Linked DNA regions of Sus scrofa: all the other regions are linked to region 3. A link is a contact called in public Hi-C and promoter capture Hi-C data. All regions are on one chromosome and are shown on one strand. The core of a region is the stretch at or near the end of the contact, and the rest is flanking DNA. Distances in the headings are between cores, read along the strand shown. Region 1 overlaps TSC22D2 (TSC22 domain family protein 2). Region 2 has its middle 42 kb from the start of TSC22D2. Region 3 holds the start of TSC22D2 (TSC22 domain family protein 2).

The links. Promoter capture Hi-C pulls out the DNA fragments that hold promoters and counts their contacts. Hi-C and Micro-C count contacts between places; a contact is called where the count stands out from the background.
Region 1: a promoter capture Hi-C map of fetal liver shows a contact between it and region 3, with 2.6 times the contacts expected there. The contact joins the enhancer-like site here to the promoter of TSC22D2 in region 3. A contact is called at or near these places in 1 of 5 promoter capture datasets (fetal liver) and 9 of 47 Hi-C or Micro-C datasets (adipocytes, brain, embryonic fibroblasts and 4 more).
Region 2: a contact with region 3 is called in a Hi-C map of retroperitoneal adipose tissue, with 1.6 times the contacts expected there. The contact joins the enhancer-like site here to the promoter of TSC22D2 in region 3. A contact is called at or near these places in 1 of 5 promoter capture datasets (liver), 5 of 47 Hi-C or Micro-C datasets (heart right ventricle, liver, retroperitoneal adipose tissue and 1 more) and 1 of 2 datasets of contacts at active chromatin or transcription factors (skeletal muscle).

What each region holds. Positions count from the first base shown.
Region 1 is chr13:90,682,317-90,686,180 of Sscrofa11.1, reverse strand. The region is part of intron 1 of TSC22D2 (TSC22 domain family protein 2); the gene reads right to left. Among named protein-coding and RNA genes, the nearest start is that of TSC22D2, 44 kb to the right of the region's middle. Within about 2 kb of position 1,435, at least 5 of the 83 cell types and tissues checked have an H3K27ac peak or open chromatin away from gene starts, as enhancers often do. A contact at or near this core is called in fetal liver, where this site is marked.
Region 2 is chr13:90,596,398-90,600,161 of Sscrofa11.1, reverse strand. No RefSeq gene overlaps it. Among named protein-coding and RNA genes, the nearest start is that of TSC22D2, 42 kb to the left of the region's middle. Within about 2 kb of position 1,556, at least 23 of the 83 cell types and tissues checked have an H3K27ac peak or open chromatin away from gene starts, as enhancers often do. A contact at or near this core is called in retroperitoneal adipose tissue, where this site is marked.
Region 3 is chr13:90,639,035-90,642,892 of Sscrofa11.1, reverse strand. TSC22D2 (TSC22 domain family protein 2) reads right to left here and starts at 2,398. Exons shown (of 3, transcript XM_005652407.3): 1 at 1-2,398. The coding sequence starts at 1,355.

The DNA of each region.
Region 1 (3,864 bases), core at 186-2,685, 44 kb before region 3:
TGGTCCACTAATCATCACAAACTTTTTGTAGTGAATAACCAGGAAAACAAATTCTGGCTCCTCCATATACTCGCTGTGTGAATTCCAGGAAATTATCTAACCTTTCTAGATCTCAGTTTGTTTTGGCTAAAATAAGGATTATATACTCTAATTCACAAAACTTCTGTGAGGATTAAGTGAGTTTTAAATAATACTAGCACTGTTAACTCTATTAGTCTGAGCTCCTTGAGGGAGGTGCGTTATCTTCCTCACTTCTGTGAAGAAGTGAAAACAGTTCCTGGCCCACGGGAGCTCAAATGCATACTGAAAGAGTCAATATGATATCAGATTAATATTATTTATTAATAATATAACAATATTAATAATTAATAATAATGACTGGTTCATACTAGGAAGTCATTAAAATTTCCTGATTTTGAATAATCAGTAGTTCTCAATGTGTAGTCCCTGGACCAGGAGCATCAGTATCATATGGGAACTTGTTAGAAATGCAAATATTCCGGTCCACTCAAACTTACTGAATTAGATACTTTTGAGGCAGGATCCAAGAAATCTAATTTAATAACTCCTCCAGGTAATTTGAGAGAAACTGAAGTTTGAGAACCACTGCTTTAAAAAGCCTAATTTTTAATAAAGATACCAATATGGTAGTTTTAAATATAAACAATAAGAGGTGTTCTATTTCAAGAATCCTAAAACATGGTTTAAGGATACTGTTTCAGAGGGTTAACAAGTTTTTTTATTGTGTTCAGAGTCAACACAGTAGTTTGGGCTTTGAGCTCTTTTAAAATGAGAACGATCAGCCAAAGCAGAATGAATTAATTTTCCTTCATTTGCTTTCTTGACCTAATGTTATAGTATTAGGCCTTATTTTCTTTTTTATCATTGCACTCATCGCACTATAACTGGGTGGTTAATCAAATTAAGTTCCTTAAGAGAAGGCTTCCTAAGACTTTCTAACTATTCTGGTAAACTACAGAATGCTCTACAAAGGTAAGGAATAATTTTTAAAAGGAAACTTTCTATAAAATATGGGTCGCTCTTTTAGAATAAAATTGTAGCTGGATTAGGATTTACTAGATGAATAAAAAATTGTGGTTATGGAGGGAGCAAACCGAAATATAGAACTGTGGGAAAAAAAGGATAAGAATGACTAGACTGCTTTTTATATAATGAATTTTCATTTACTGGAATTGTGGCCACCAGATGAAACAAAAGAGCTTTAATTTAGTGTTTAAATAAATTACAATCACATTAATAAGAAAAGTAAAATTTAAAGTATCAACAACATAGCAAGATAGCTTGGATTTCCATGCTGTTCATCTTTTAATTCGTCCCAATTGGCTTCCCACCACAACTTTTCTTCCCAGGCCTGCTTACTCTTATCACAACAGATTACTTGCAACCTCACTGAGAAGACAAGAGACCAGATAGGAACCTCCGCTCCGGCTTCACAAGTTTCTTACATTTTCATCCTTCTTAAAAGGCTAACTGTTTCATCCATGCTCTCAGCTCAGTGACTGTGCAAATCATCCCGTCTTTCCTCTCTAAAAATTAAAACCAGTGAAGGCAAAGTTAGGCTAACTTGATCTCACAGTTAAGAAAAATTCTTTATGAGAAATCAACTTTTTTGTTTATTAATGTGGACAGAGACATCATGGTTACTGTTTAAGATAAAAACAGTGCAAATTTCTTCCCTAGTACATTTTTGACTACTTTGTCTTTCTCTTGCTTTTGCCTTGATAGAAATACTAATCGTCAAAATAACAAGGTAGAGAACCCAAATGACTCACACTTCCTGGCGGGCACACATTACTTTAGTGAGTCCCTACTGCAAGTCTGACCAACACTCTTCATCTCACAGTGGAGGAAACTGAAGCCAAGTAACTTACTCAAAGACACACCTTAGGGACAGGATTGAAACCTAACTTAATTAATGTCAAAATACATGCTTTTCCTATCATAACAGTAAGGCTGTGAAAGGAAGAGAGCAACTATAATGACCTAAAAGAAATACAGAGTTGTGTACATTATGAAAAAGTGCTTTAACTAAGGACCAAATGTTAGTTGTGAAACCATAAGCGTGGACCCAAAGATTAAACTATGTTCATAATATGCCATTTATCTTATCTAGCACATTCCTAGAAGAGGTTCAGCTCTGAAAACAAGGGAGGTAACTTCTTGGAAAAGGCACTTGCTCAGTGATCTTTAGACAGCCAGTATAGTTTACCTATTTGCTAAGGACTAAAATGTTCAGGTTTTTTTTTTTTTTTGTCTTTTTGCCATTTCTTGGGCTGCTCCCACGGCATATGGAGGTTCCCAGGCTAGGGGTCCAATCGGAGCTGTAGCCACCGGCCTACACCAGAGCCACAGCAACGCGGGATCCGAGCCGCATCTGCAACCTACACCACAGCTCATGGCAACGCCGGATCGTCAACCCACTGAGCAAGGGCAGGGACCGAACCCGCAACCTCATGGTTCCTAGTCGGATCCGTTAACCACTGCGCCACGATGGGAACTCCTGTTCGGGTTTTTTAGAAACCTGAAGCTGTCTTAAGATTATATGGATCTATATTCAGGATATTATAAGAAATTTTTTCCTTGCTTTCTCAAAAACCCTTCTAATTTTTTTTCTGTTAAGTCACAACATAATTAAAAATCCACTACAGGAATTTCCCAAATTACAAAATAAAATGTTTTGTGATAAGAACTTCTTTGACTGACTTAGGAAATTTCATTTACTTATGGTCAAGCCTCCTTACCCAAACCAGGTAAAACCAATTCTTCATAAACTCACAAGCAGAAGCTATAATCTTTCTTGGAGACCATTCCTCAGTAAATCATTTACAATCTTCATCCCCTTGTCTCCTTGCATTAAGCTCTATAATAACATCATTAGCACTAAAAATGCTTTAATTCTAACCTGGGTAAAATTTTTGCATCTCCTCTAAGAAAAGTGTGTTTTATTTTTCAGAAAGAAGTCATTGAGTTGCTGATTGCAAAAAGAAAAAAACAAAAAAACCCACAAACCTAATGTATCTATAGTTCAGAAAGCCTACCAGCTTAAAAAACAAACAAACAAAACAAACAAAACAAACAAACAAAAAGCCCACTGCCATTCTGCAAGGGGATTAAAAAAAATATTTACAGTTTAACACTTAATTTAAGAGCAAATAATTCTCCTTACAAAAAGGGGCCTAAATAGATAAATTCGTGCAGATAATCTCTGGCCAAATGCAAACATCTGTGGGTTAGAATGAAACTATTAGGCAAAGTTAATAGTAAATTAAGCTAAGAACTCAAAATTTTATGTATCCAAACTATTATTAACCGTAAGTTCTACCAAAAATCATTGTTTAATTTCATGACTTAAAATCTCATAAAAAGGAACGATGGTGATGTGTATTATTAGTAACACAAAATAAGTGATTTTTGTGGATGATAAAAGCTATTATTTATGCTAAACAATTAGGTAAAATGGTTACTCACAAAGCTAAATGCTATTATTTTCTCAAGTAAATAGTCTTACTGTGAAAAAAGCTTTTATCAAGGAACTATTAAAAGTCCAGCTAAATATTTATATAAATACTAATATTTGTGTTTAGCATCTATAAAACTTTGCTCACCAATGAATGCCCTCAGTATATTTTGTATTCATCTAATTAATTTCAGGTCAAACTCCTGACCAGAAAAGAGTATTTAAAAAGAAAAAAGGATACATGCTATGGATTGTACCAGTGTCGATTTTCAGTTTTTGGGTTTTATATTATGTCAGGCAAGATGTTATCATTGGGGGAGAAATGGGTGAAGGGGTCCATGAAAGTCCCTATACTTTTTCTGTTGTTGTTGCGACTTTTTAATCTA
Region 2 (3,764 bases), core at 307-2,806, 42 kb after region 3:
AAAAAGGTTTCCTGGACTGTCAGCCTTTCCGGTATCTGAACGAATAACTTGTACTGTTACTGCCGTACAGCCGGAGAGCAAAGTAAAAATGTGAGTGGAAGTGGCTGGCTTTTGGTGTATTGCTGAAAACCACAGTCTGCAGCACACAAAGAGATTCTCCAACATGCCTAATTATGAGGTCTCTCCCTTTATGTGGGACTCCACAGTGCCAGTCATTAAGGTGTGGAGTGAGAGGGCTGAGACCATGGCTCTCTTTTGTAATGGGGGCATTTAATTTTTCTGAGAACTTGACAGTCTTCTCTTTGGAAGGAAGAGTTTAAAAAAAATGCAGCTCACCATCTGCTATACACATAGACACGGAAAAGGTGGTCAGCTGGGACCCAGTAGAAAATCTTTTATGGTTAGAAGCCTGGCTTATTTCCAAGGGAACTAGTAGTTCAGGTTAATTACCACGGAACACATAAACTTTAATTGTACGAAATATTGAGTTTTAAAATTACCCACAGACATGCATAAAAACTGGAGCTATGGCTGCTTGGAATGTGTGCTAATGATGGCTCACGTTGTTTGTTTTATTATTATTATTAAAGTATAGTTGATTTACAATGTTTCTTCAATTTTTGTTGTCCAGCAAAGTGACTCATTCACACACATGCAGTTCCCTGTGCTGAACAGTAGAAGCCATTCATGTTTGTCGTTTACTAAGGACCAGCACTCGGCATTTTGTACAGAGAAATTTATTTCATCTTATGAAGTAGATACTATCATTTTTCCTAATTTACGGATGAGGGAACGAAGACTCTGGGATCCTGCAGCAGGTAAAGTGTAGAACGAGGACCTGAACCCAGGTAGCTCAGCACTAGAGTACACAGTGTTAACCATTGCCCTCCACTGCATCAACGACAGCAGCAACAAAAACAACCACTACTATTACTTTGATCTTGTGAATGCTTTTCATGTGACTAACACTGTGTTATATTGTATCCTTTCATCAATTCTGTGAGATAGAAACTATGCTATTACTATCCCCATTTGATAGATTTGGAAGCTGAAGCACAGAGAACACAAATCATACAGAGAGTAGGTAATGAAACAAGCACTCAAACCCAGAAGGTCCAGACTCCATGCTTTTAACCACCATACTACACTGCTTTTCATAGCTGCTACTATCCAGTACTTACTGAAGTGTAACTTTCACAGCAATCCTATGATACCTGTAATCCACAATAATACATGCATTGTGGGTATAAATATCCCTGATTTATAGATGAGAAAATTGAGGCTATGAGATATTGGATAACATGTCAGCTTCTAAGAAGCAGAGCTAGGAGATTTCCAAGTCCATTGGACTCCATCATATCACACTACTTCTCAAAAATCCAAAACTACAACTCTGGGGCAGGGTAACAGATCACATGTCAGGGAAAAGGATGGACTCTCAGAAGTCACAGAGAGTGAGGAACCAGAGCTTGGTCTGAGCATCCCCAAAGGGTGGGCGCTGCTACAGAGATGCCAGAAGAGGCCTGGAAGTCAGCTGTGCTCTAAGGGCGCCCTTCCTTGAGTGCCACTCTCCATTGGCAGATTCTAGGAGGATGTCTTGGATGTGGTCAGACTCCCCTCTCTCCCTTATATTCCCTTTCTCTTTTCATTCCCCTCCGTATTTCCAAAACTACACTGCTCTGCCCTCCTTGGCTTAGAGCAGAGCTTTGCACATGCTCAGTTCTCTTGTCTTGAAAGGGTTTCCTCCCCACCCCCGGCCTCCTTTCGTTTTGTAGCACACATTCTGTTCTCTGGAATGTGGCCACCCTTAAGCATGACACATTTTCAAAGGGCTTTAGAAATGAATGTGATTAGTGAATTTAATTTTCTTAAAGGAGAAGCGTATCAACACTGCACAAGTATAACCTCTGCCAGGGTCCTGCCTTTGAGAGTGTAATAACTTAACAAAAATCTGAAATCACAACCAAAAGCAAAAACAAACAAGCAAAAAAACAAGAAAAGTTTATGAAAGAGTTTGAATATTACAAAAACATTTACCTTAGAGTTTTCAAGAGTAAAGAGCTTTTTAAAAAATGTCATTCTATTATAGAAAATCAAATGTATCTATTCATTAATTTAAGTAACAATGTTTTGGGGCATTAAAGAATAAAAATATGTGTGACACTCCTGCATACACATAAGTACTTATAAAACAGACTCAAGAGCCATAGAGTGAAACAAATTGTGAGATAGAGTTGGTCCAATAAGGAAGAGAACTCTTTACATGGAAATAATCAGGGAAATTTCTTGAAGGAGCAGAGACTTGGCTAGAAGAGCTGGTAGGATTACAATAGGTTGATATTAGAAGTTAAAGAAAGGACAGTACATACAGGGAACTAGTGTGACACAAAAAGACAAAATGAAGGTATAAGGCTATGAATTATTCTTTAGGGTACACAGCTATTGAGTAATGTGAGAATCTTCTAGAAAAATCTGTAAGCATGGCCAGGTATTTGTTCTGCTTTTATACCAGAGATTAAGATTTAGTGGGAAAGTGTGTCTCATACCAAAATCAGATAAGGAAACATTTTAACATATTGATGTGCTATGAGCTGGCCATCCCCTGGACTCCCAAATCTCCTTTTTTTTTTTTTTTTTTGTCTTTTTGCCATTTCTTGGGCAGCTCCCACGGCATATGGAGGTTCCCAGGCTAGGGGTCGAATTGGAGCTGTTGCTGCCGGCCTATGCCAGAGCCACAGCAACGTGGGATCCAAACCGTGTCTGCAGCCTACACCACAGCTCACAGTAACGCTGGATCCTTAACCCACTGAGCAAGGCCAGGGATCGAACCTGCAACCTCATGGTTCCTAGTCGGATTCATCAACCACAGAGCCATGATGGGAACTCCCCCGAAGCTCCTTTTAAATGAAGATCAGAGAACACTCAACATTCTAAACAACTGAACGGCACCCAGAAGGTGTGGTCATCTAAAACTCATTCTGGTAATTCTCAGTGGACAGAGAGTTTATTCCTGGGTCATCTGACCTTCTCAGTGACCTCAAGTCAATCACCCCATCTTCCTGGGTCTGAGTCCATTTTCCTGAAAAATGACAAGGTCCTTCTATTCAGAGAGTGGGTGAATTATACATGGGAACCTCTTTCAAGTGCTCTTTGTAGTCCTAGTCAGTATCTGGAGATGACTTTATTGTAACAAAGATTGCCTTAAGATAAATGAGGTCATTTTGATTTTTTGATTACTAAATGCTTTGTAATTAGTGACCGTCCAGGGATGGTCACTTCATTCATTCATTAATTCTCTCATCCCTTCCAACATTGAATAAGTGCTGCTGTGGCTGTGAGGTTCTAAGATGGAACCCAGTGAATCCTGCTTCCCAGTATGCACACCTTGTATACTCTTCTGCATCTACAAGTGTTCTTCTCTGTGACCAATAGAATACAACAAAAGTCATGGTATGTTACCTCTGAGATAGATTACTTAAAAAATTGTGATGTTTGCCTTCCTTTCTTGGGTCACTTTCTCTGGAGAAAGTCAGTTGATATGAAGATTGTCACTGGCTTATAGGGAGGCCCATGTGGTGAGGAACTGAGGCCCTCTGCCAACAGCTGAAGAAGAAGTGAAAATTTTTGTCAACACTTATATGAATGAGTAAACCATCCTGGAAGCAGATTCCACAGCCTCAGTCAAACCTTTGGATGACTGCAGCTTTGCCTGACACCTTGATTTGCGCTTTGTGAGACCCTAAGCCAGAACCCACTCAACTAAG
Region 3 (3,858 bases), core at 1,149-3,648:
GCGCCGGGCCCCGGGGCCACGGCTTCACCCGGCAGGGAAGGCGCGCCCATCAGCTGCACGCTCGAGGAGGCGGCGTTCTGGCCGGTGCCCACCGGGAGGCTGGCCGCCGCGGCGGGGCTCGCTCCGGCGCCCGCTGTCGAGGGCTGCGCTGGGCTGGGCGGCTGCAGGCCGGCCACGTGGGGCTGCAGGTACTCACTTTGACCGGCGGGCTGCACGGGCAGCAGATGGCCCGGCGGAATATGAGGCTGAGGATATGCGAACTGCTGGGACGGCTGCGCGGCAGCAGCGCCGACCGCCGGGCCGGGCTGCGGAGGCAGGGTCAGGCCGGGCTGCGCCAGGGTTACATTCGTCAGCGGCAGGCCCTGTCCGTTGGGCCCCAGGGGCACGGCTCCGTGCCCAGCGCCCTGGGGCTGGCTGGGCGGCGGGGCTGCCATCATCTGCGGCGGCCCGGCAGCGGCTCCCGGGAACGGCGGCAGCGGAGCCGAGCTTGGAGCGACAGCCCCACCTACGGGCGGCGGCTGCGGCTGCGGCTGCGGCTGCCCAACGCCAAAACTCTGCGGCGGGGCCGGGGCGGGTTGGCTCATTTTCTCCGACGGGGGTAGCTGTGACACAGCAGTCAAGGAACTGTCAGTTCCCGAGTCGGGCCCGTGCGCCCCAGGCATGGAGGCCACCACCACCACCACCGATCCTCCGGTGGCGCCCAGGCCGCTGTCCCGTTCCGCAGTCTGGTCAAAAGTATTGCTGTGCCTAATACAATCTCCGGACCGAGTCAGGACACTGCTATCGGAATCCCGCTCATAGTATTCCATACACGTCCATCGGCCGCGTCTGTAAGGCTCCCCGCTGCCGTGGTCCAGCTTGATCACGCGAAAACGGGAGCTACAAGTGGTAGGGGGCTGCGATGGGGCGGCAGTCCCCGGCCCGGCGGAGGGGCCTGCGACAGGGGGCACGCCGGGGGCCCCCGAAGAGTGGGCCGAGGTGGCGGCCGATGCCAGGGTACTGGCCAGCACCCCAGCCACGCTCCGGGTCGAAAGGGCTCCTCCTCCGTTAGCGGGAGCGGTCGCCGCGGCCGCCAGCTGCCCGTCCAGGAGGAGGTTGGGGGAGACGGTCCCAGGGGTCTCCGCATCCCCAACATTGTTGAGCGTCTCTTCGGAGGAGCTGCGCTCGCAGACTTCCTCGGGCCCGTAATCCGTGGCCCGAGAAACGTCGAATATCTCGGAGGAGACGTCCTCTGTGCGTGACTCGTCCGGGTCGTCCAGGCTCTCAGTGTCCTCAGTGATGCTAGTGGCCACCTGGGCCGTGGTGACACTGGTTATCTGGAAGCAGCTCTTCTTCTTGGCCGGCATCTTGGACATGGTGAGGAAGGCTGGAGAGCAGAGTGGCACGGCGGCTCCTCTGCGATCTTGCCGGAAACCAGGAAGGGCAGAGCACCGGCCCCCAAAGACAAAGTCCGGGTCCGCACCGGGGTCTGAGGCCCGACGCTGTTACGAGTCACGGGCTGATCTGGGCACCGGCTGCTCGGTGAGACATCCTCCTCCCGTTTCCTTCTCGATGTCGGTTTCTCCGGCTCTGCCCGGGTCTCACTCGCGCGGCGGCTCCTCCTTCCTTCTCGCCTCCCGCAGCCGCGGCGCCTCAATTCAATACCCCCAGTAGCGGCGAGAGCGCGTTTCCAGGGGCGGGCCGGCTGCTTCCTCCTCTTGTCTCCGGGCTGCCGTGGTCAGTCCAGCTCGGCGCTCGGCGCGGTCAGCAGGCCTTGGCTGGGGGTGGGAGTGGGAGGGCGAAGGGGAGGAGGCGGCGGCGGCGGCGGCGGCGTGAGGGGCGGTGCTGCCCCGCTCCGGCTCCTAGAGCCAGTGCCGGCGTCAGCTCCGAGCTCTCGGACGCCGAGGGTGGACGGAGAAAGAGTGGCGAGTCCGGAGCCGGGATTCCTGATTCAGCCAGGCGCCGCGGGCGGGCGGCGGAGCTTCGGCGCGGGCGGGCGGCCCTCCCTCCCCGGCTCTAGCCGGAGCTCAACCCCAGGGACATGTCGACCGTCTCTGGCGGAAACCCGCTCCGGGGGAGGAGAAAGCCGGCTCGGTCCTCCCCTTACACAGGGGGAGCCACCCCCGCAGGCGGGCGGCGGCGGCGGTCTCGGCCTCCCCTCGCGGCTCTTGAGAGAGTGAGGGGCGGCGGCCGGCTAGCCGGCGAGCGGCGGCGCTCCAGCTGTGTGAGGTAGCGGCGGTAGCTTCTTAGGCTTCTCCTCGGTGCGCCCAGTTCGCAGGTCCTGGAGAAACTGAAATTCAAACTGCTGAAGCGACGGCTGCAGCTCCCTCCCCTCGGCCAAGATGGGGCTGAAATGGCCGCGCCAAGGATGCTGGGAGTAGCAGCAGCCCCGCTGCTGCCGCCGCTGCTGCCGACTAAAATGCCGCCGCGCCGCAGCCACCGCCAGCGCCGCAGCCGCCGTTCCGTGACGCACCGGCGTCGTGACGTCACCGCCCCGCCTCCTCCGGTTTCCTGCAGTTTCGCGTGGAGGCTGGGGGGGCAATGGGCGGGGCTAAAGGTTAAGAAAGGGGAGCGGTTTTTTATTTAAAAATTTTTTTTATATTTTGCTCTTTCGGTCTTTAAGAGTTGAACAACTAAAAACTCTAAAATTCCAAGCCTAGAGAAACTTCCAGCCGCGCCAATCGAATGTTTTTATATCAGTTTTTTCCAAGACACTGGAAGACTGGAGATCATGTGCTTACTGTGTCTAATGTTTAGCAAAATCTTAGTGAAACAAGGTGATGGGAATGGGGGTTGGGGTATTTAACTAGAATAAAGAGGGAGGCGGCTGGAGGAACCGAATCACCTAAAAAGTCTTTCCTGAAAATAAATGTTATCTATTATAGTCAGAGGAGTGAAATGTTGAGAGAAATGGGGATGATTAACCAAGAATAGCAAGCCAGACTGAGTCAGAAAAAGGATCTTTCAGCCAGAAATTCTGTCTCAGGCAATGGCATCAGAAGATGGTTACTTGCCCAGGCTGAGGTCAGTTTAAAAAAAGATTAGAGGTTACCAACATATTCCTAATTTTCTTGAGTTTGTTGTGATTCCAGCATCGAAGAGTTCATTTAAACATCTTGAGACTGTTTTTACTTTCAGCATGAAATCAGCTTATGGGCTCCATAAATGTAGAACCTACTGCGTTAAATAGTTGTAGTTCTTTCTTTTGTTTATTCTAAAACTCTTAGTAGGAGCCAGAGTGTTAGATGGTTTGGATTGGGCCATGAACAATCAGAAAACGTTAGAAAGCACCCTTTCCTGTCCAGAAGTAGCTATGAAAGTAGTGGAGAATTTATCACCGTTTAGTTCCTTTCTGGTAGAAGAAAATGGTAAGGGCCATTTTTATAAACAGATAAAAAATGGTGAGGAAGGGGACTCTTGAACTTTGGACATACATCATTTAGGTAAAATCTAAGATGTCTTGATGTAAATCAAAATTTCCTCATGATGACTGACATAAATCAGTTAATCATTGTACTCAGTTCTCTAATTTTTGAAGAATAAAAATACTTTTTATCCCTAAGAATGTTCTGATAATTAAAATTTACAGTTTTTTTTAAGGCCCTCAGTTGTAAATAAAATACAGAGATATGTCATTTACCAGTAGAAACCATGCCCTCCAAACCCAAGTGACTGAAGACAGGATGTGAAATAAGACCACATAATAACATCCCTGTTTCTTAAGGGGGTGGGGGGGGAATAAAGGAACAAAGTGTAACATTATGCTGCTATTGTGGCAGAGATAGCTAATAGAATGTTTCATTTTGAAATGTGTAATTTCAGTAATTGCTGGAGACTGTTTTCCATCAATAAGATCAACTGGTTACATCCAATATGAAT